Regions from separate parts of the Mus musculus genome. Here region 2 is linked to region 1. The links are chromatin contacts, called in public ChIA-PET maps. All regions are on one chromosome and are shown on one strand. Each heading gives the region's core, a stretch centred on a gene start, on an enhancer-like site or on the middle of the called end of the contact. The rest is flanking DNA. Distances are from core to core; before and after follow the strand shown.

Region 1 (3,216 bases), core at 390-2,889:
AGTCGGGTGCTCTTACCCACTGAGCCATCTCACCAGCCCCATAGCACCCAATTTTTAATTTCCATTCTCCTGCCTCCCTCTTGAGAAGCTGGGCCATAGCTATGTACCACTAAAGTTTTATTTCAAAGAGCTCTCGAGGCAGTGCTAGGACATGATTATTAATCTTAGTTTTGCTAGGTCTCTCAAATTCTAAGGATTATTAGAAGTAGGATTCCAAGGAGAAGCCAAGGCTATGTTCCATAAGTTGTGCCTGAAGGGGTCACCTAGGACCTGTTGACATTGTCCCTGGTATTTCCTGAAGTTTCTATGCTTGTGTCAAAAGGGATTCCTAGAGAGCCCGGTATTGTCATCCAGACAGCAAACATTTGGGATGTACTATTTCAGTTCCTAAGGCTCCGGCTGTGCAGGAAATGAAGAGGAACAGGTGCCACCCCTTTCTGCAGAGTCAAAGTGGAGTCAGGTAGCTGCTGCAGTCTAAAAGGAGCTGCAGAAGGCTTTACTCTTAAAGAATGGGAACAAAGTTGAGATACAGGGCTCTAGGCCATTGACCCTGCTCTGAGTACTGAGGATAAGTCTGGCATACAACTGGGCTAAGCTATATAAGGTTCTTTAGTGTGATTTCTTGCATCCACCATGTGCTAACCCAACACCACTTTCAATATGTCTAGAAGTCTGGGTCTTGAGAATATAGTCAGGGCCTGGGTTAAACAGGAAGACCATATCAAAAGCAGAAAAAGTGCACGAGACAGCTGTCGTGAATATGTTTCTCAGTAGTAAAGGCCACAAGTTGGCATTACCAGTGTTTCACTAAAGCTCCGGCCTGAGATGCCAGCCTCTCACCCTTGAGTCTAAGATCATAGAAATTTTACACCAATCACGTAAGTAATTTCAAGTAGCTACACTACACAGCAAAAAGTGAAAGTAAACATAACAATATATTCTACAGAACCCAATATATATAAAGTATCATTTAATGTAAACTTATAATTAACATTTCCGTATTAAGATTTTTGGATCTTGAATGTATCTTACAATTAAGCACACTTTACTGCGGTCTTGGAAGCACGCAAGCGCCGGCAAGATGAAGTCTTCGTGTCTCCGTGCCTATTCGTTTTTCAGCTGAAGCCCAGGCAGATCCCCGCCATCGCTTCAGATGTGCTCCGGTGGAAGTCGCTTCCTTCACCTCACTGTGCAGTGTTTACTGATCCGGGGTCAATGCCCTGGCGATGAGGCTTGGACCACACTACAGCGGGAGAAGCTCTCCATCCTCCCGCTCGCCTGTCCGCCCGCAGCAGGGTCCCGATCTGCCTGTGCTCCTTCTGGTTCTCGGTACTTGCTGGTTGGCTGCGAGCAAATAAGACCGACTCGGACCCCAGACGCACGCGGCTCCGGAGTTCATGGCCGGGGATCAGAGGCCGGGATCCAGAGACCTCAGTCCGTGCCGCTCGACCCGAGCGCTCTCAGCGCCGCCAGAACATACGCAGCTCGCAGACTCCGCTTTCCTCCCTGCGCTACAGCCACGCACATATCCCAGCGTCGCCTTCTCATGGCGTCAAGCACTGCCCGAAACGAAGGCGGGACTTCCGGAATCGCCGAGTCACAACTTCCGGACGGAGGCGGAAGCGCCTCTCGGCTCTACGCTTCGGAGTCCTGGTGTCTCTGAGGGGGCCGCCGGGGCACAGGAGAGGGCCGCTGGAGGTGTGGCCGACCGCTCTCGGGTGTCAGGGTTGCGGATCTGAGGGATGAGGAGCGGCCATGGCCAGCGACGGGGCCAGGAAGCAGTTCTGGAAGCGCAGCAACAGCAAGGTCCCGGGCAGGTGGGTGTGACGGGGAGGACCCGGTCGGGGTCAGGGGTCAGAGGTCAGGTGGCCGTGCTGTCCCGTTGCAGTGCGGGTGGCGTAGGAGTCTGGGGAGGAGAACCTGGCTCCTAGGAGACTGTTGGGCTATGTGAGGGGCTAGGGGAGTCGGGGTCGGCAGTGGGCGTGTGGGAAATGAAAGGTGACAGTGGCCGTACCAATGAGCAAGGAGGACGAGGAGCTGCCCCAAGTGCTTCCAGAGCCTGGCAGGCAGGTTCTCTCCTGCGAAACTCCATGACTCCCTGGGGAAGCTGGAAGAAACTGACCCAGGTCATGCCCTGGAGAGTTTGGTTGAGTCAGGAAACTGGCCAGGGAGAGGCAGTGCCTGCAGGGGAGGTCGGTCTCTTCGGGGTGCATAGTGGTTTGAGCACTTGGGTTTTCGTCTGTCACATGTGGGCTGATGCTTTTCCTTTGAGCGTGGAAGCGCCTTGTGAATTTCTGTGGTCCCACCTTCTGGCCTCTGGACACCGGTCTTTTGACAGCAACAGGAAACACAGAATAATAATAAAAACACCTGGGTGCAGTCTGGAAGCTATCGAGCTCCAAAGTCCTTCTGTGATTGGTTATGTGGCCTGATGCCTCTCTAGGTCTTAGGGAGTGAAGAGACAGTACCCGGAAATGTATTTCAGAAAACTCCATCACAAGATTTCAAACATAGTTTATTCTGTTTTCTAGCCAAAGTCTCAGATATGAAATTTAAGATTCTAACATTAGCCACCTCTCCAGTCCTGAAGGTTTTGACATTGAGGTAACTTAAGTAGAACCATTCGTGAGCTCGGAAAATGGTCTGTCTTCCTGTGCTTCCTAAGAGACACCATTGTGTGAATGTTAAATTTGTAAACTCGGATATCCACTGTATTCAACCACAAAATGTGCTTTTCAAAGTGGCTGGGGCTTGGCACGGGTTACTGACTGCTGGGCCACAGTGACTTGGGAGATGGAGGAAGTCCTCAGAGGTACCCAGACACTGTATTTTTTACAGGACCTGGACTGGGCTTGCTTGAATAGTTAAGAACTTTTATAAAAGCTATTATTATAGTTTATGATGAGTAGAAGGTCCTACTGTGACAGGGATAAACACGTTGAGCCTAGTGCCAGATAAACAGAAGCATGTGGCAGTGTGACTTCTGTTGTTGCCTTCACATCTCGAGACTCAGTTCTTCTTCTTCCTCCTCCTCCTCCTCCTCCTCCTCCTCCTCCTCCTCCTCCTCCTTCTTCTTCTTCTTCTTCTTCTCCTCCTTCTCCTTCTCCTTCTCCTTCTCCTTCTCCTTCTCCTTCTCCTTCTCCTTCTCCTCCTCCTCTTCCTCCTCCTCCTCCTCCTCTTCCTCCTCCTCCTCCTCCTCCTCCTCCTCCTCCTCCT
Region 2 (3,064 bases), core at 480-2,979, 36 kb after region 1:
TTTACTCTTGCTTTGGTCTCACTGATTATTGTACAGTCATATAAGCTGTTTATATCTGGGGTTTTGGTCGGTCATGTGTCTATATCAACAATTTCCAAATTATTGGACTAGAGGTTTTCCAAGCATGCCCTGGTGACCTAGTGAAGTTCATGCTTGTCTAGTTGAACATCTACTTTGTCATCTCTAGTTTTACTAATCTGTGCCTTTATACTCTCTTGATTAGTTTATCTAATGGATCGTCAATCTTGTTTACCTTTTCAAAAAGCCAGCTCTGTCACTGCTAGGATATTTGCTTGTTTCATTGCTTCTGGCCCTCATCTTTATTGTTTCTTTCTGTCTACTGTGTTTGGATTGGCTTGTTCTTGCTTTCCTAAGTTCTTTAAATTATTTCTATTTCATTTTATGACTATGAGACTCTTACCTGGATACCTGTCTGCATGCCATGTTCATGCCTGGTGCCCACGGAGGCCAGAAGAGGACATCAGACATCTTTGAGTTACAGACACTTGTGAGCTGCCATGTGGGTGCTGGGAATCCAACCTGGGTGCTCTGGGAGAGCCGTTGGTACTCTTAACTGCTGAGCCATCGCTCCAGTACTTTGTTTTTCTAAGTTTTTAACATGTATCATTAAATTATTTATTTGAGGTACTTGCAATTTTCTTTTAAATCAGCTGTAAACTCCCCCTTTGAACTACTTTCACTGCGCCCATAGGCAATAACCTATGAGGTTTTATAGCTTTACATTTTAGCAATTTAACTTTTCTCTCTTTAATCTGATGATTGTTAGGTGTGTGTCAGTCTCCATGGATGCCGTGTTTGTTTGCAGTCTCTCTTGCTGTTGGTTTCTGCTCTGTAGTCCATTGTGATCAGATGGACTGCAAGAAAGCCTTTCAGTTTTCTTGATCCAGCGTGTCCACACTCTGATAATAGTCTGTCTTCTACTTGATCTGTTTTATTGGTGAGGTCTCCACTGAGTTATTTTTGACTTACTTCAATTTGATTTTTTTCAGTATTTATATTTATTGAATTCATCCTTCATTTGCTGTATTGACATCTTTATTTTGTTCAGCTCTTTGTATTGTCTTTGAATTCATTCAGGAGTTCATGTCCTCTTTGATTTTGCCAACATTCTTAAAACCGTTCCTTTGAATTCTCTGGCATCCATCTGATTCATTCTCACTGAGGTCTGTTGTTGTTCCGTTGAAGGAGTCACATCACTCTGACTTCATGTTTCTGCATTGGGACTTGTCCATCTGGGGTTTGGTTGTTGGTTATGTATTTGTTTTTTTTTTTTTTTTAAGATTTATTTATTTATTATATGTGTACACTGTAGCTGTCTTCAGACACTCCAGAAGAGGGCATCAGATTTTTTTTTTGTTACAGATGGTTGTGAGCCACCATGTGGTTGCTGGGATTTGAACTTTGGACCTTTGGAAGAGCAGTCGGTGCTCTTAACTGCTGAGCCATCTCACCAGCCCTGTATTTGGTTTTTATTTAATTTCTTTGTGGTGTTGGAGAACAACCTAGGGCCTTCATGCTGAGCTGTGGGCCCAGTCCCAGAATTTTCTTTAATCACCTGCATGCTTTTGGTTGGGTTTGCGGTGTCTAGGTGGAACTAGCTTATACTCCTGAGGTGCCACTCCCCTCCGCATGCTGACCAGGGCTGTTACGGGACTGGTGGGCATGTAGTGCCTCAGTGAAGAAAATGAGGTTGCTTATGTTGTTGGTTTCTGCCTCAGACAGCAGGGGTCAGCCTTCCCTTAGGAGTGGTCCAGCCCTTAGCCTGGGAGTCACTTCTGAGTATTCGTCCCAGCTTCTGCTTCTTTCGGTTTGCTTCGAGGCTCTGCTGTGGCTTAGCCTACACTTGTACTTACCCTTGTGCCGGGTATGTTCTTGTTACCAGCGCTGTCTCAGCTTGAGCATGACTGCAGGGTGCTCCACGGCTCTGTGGTTCTCTGGGTCTCACTTTCTAAGTGGGTGGAAGGGATCCTCGCTGAGTTTCAGGACAGGCCAGCTCCTTCTGTGAGGTGCCATATGACTGTTCTGGGGTGCATCTCCCAGTGGTGCCGGGTGATTAGTTTTCAGATTCCCTCGGGATCTGCTACCTCCTTGCTCCAGTGATGATGGAGCTTACAATGCTGCTTCTGCTTCTTTGGCTTATTGGTCTCTCCATGAAAACTTTGTTTTCAGTGATTTTGCTTATGGGGTTTTTGTTCCTTTTATCTACTGGCCCTGGGCAGGGGAAGGGAGCTCTCCTCTTCGTGCTTCAGTCCACCATTCTAGATCATCGTCTGTTTGTGTAAACTAGAAACTCAGTATCTCCGTGCTTACCTAATCTCCACAGTCCACTCTGTGCGGTGTTGCTCCTCCTTACCAGACGTTGACGGCTCAGATCCATCATTTTCTTCCAGATTCCTAGGGACACCAGAGTGCTGCTGGTCTCTAGTCTGCTGTCCTCTGCCCTTGCCTAGTAATGGAAAGCAGACTTTTGAGTGGAGTCATGGACTGTCCAGCTATCTGGAGTGATGTTGGTGATGTGGATGGTACTGGTGAGGATGTGGTAATCAAGGTCGATGGTAATGACAGAGAAGAAGATGATGGCAGTGCTGCTGCTGCAGCTGACAGTGCTGATGGTGACAGTGCTGGTGGTGACAGTGCTGGTGGTGACAGTGCTGATGGGGACAGTGCTGATGGTGACAGTGCTGATGGTGACAGTGCTGATGGTGACAGTGCTGATGGTGACAGTGCTGATGGGGACAGTGCTGATGGGGACAGTGCTGATGGTGACAGTGCTGATGGGGACAGTGCTGATGGTGACAGATGTCTGCACGTATCTGTATGCCTTTGTTGTATATGGGAAGGTCAGGAGTGTCTGCTGATTCCATTGTGTGGGTGTCATGTCCAGGACAGGCTTTCTGATGAAGCCTTAGACTGTGTTGAAATGGTCTCAAAGGGAGACATTCACAGTGCCCAATGTTGACAGCAGAATAACACTTTCTCCAGATGAGGAATTCAAGACAGGTGGTGAATGCCAGGCTGCTGTCACAGGACACTGCACTGGGCA

What was found. ChIA-PET counts read pairs in DNA pulled down with a chosen protein or histone mark.
Region 2: an RNA polymerase II ChIA-PET map of memory CD8 T cells shows a contact between it and region 1, with 16 read pairs. The contact joins the enhancer-like site here to the promoter of Tbc1d22a in region 1. A contact is called at or near these places in 5 of 115 datasets of contacts at active chromatin or transcription factors (the SCID.adh cell line, double positive thymocytes, embryonic stem cells and 1 more) and 2 of 9 other capture datasets (adipose tissue and liver).

Annotation. Positions count from the first base shown.
Region 1 is chr15:86,212,820-86,216,035 of GRCm38.p6, forward strand. Tbc1d22a (TBC1 domain family, member 22a) reads left to right here and starts at 1,640. Exons shown (of 13, transcript NM_145476.2): 1 at 1,640-1,817. The coding sequence starts at 1,756.
Region 2 is chr15:86,248,697-86,251,760 of GRCm38.p6, forward strand. The region is part of intron 4 of Tbc1d22a (TBC1 domain family, member 22a); the gene reads left to right. Among named protein-coding and RNA genes, the nearest start is that of Tbc1d22a, 36 kb to the left of the region's middle. Within about 2 kb of position 1,730, at least 42 of the 459 cell types and tissues checked have an H3K27ac peak or open chromatin away from gene starts, as enhancers often do. A contact at or near this core is called in memory CD8 T cells, where this site is marked.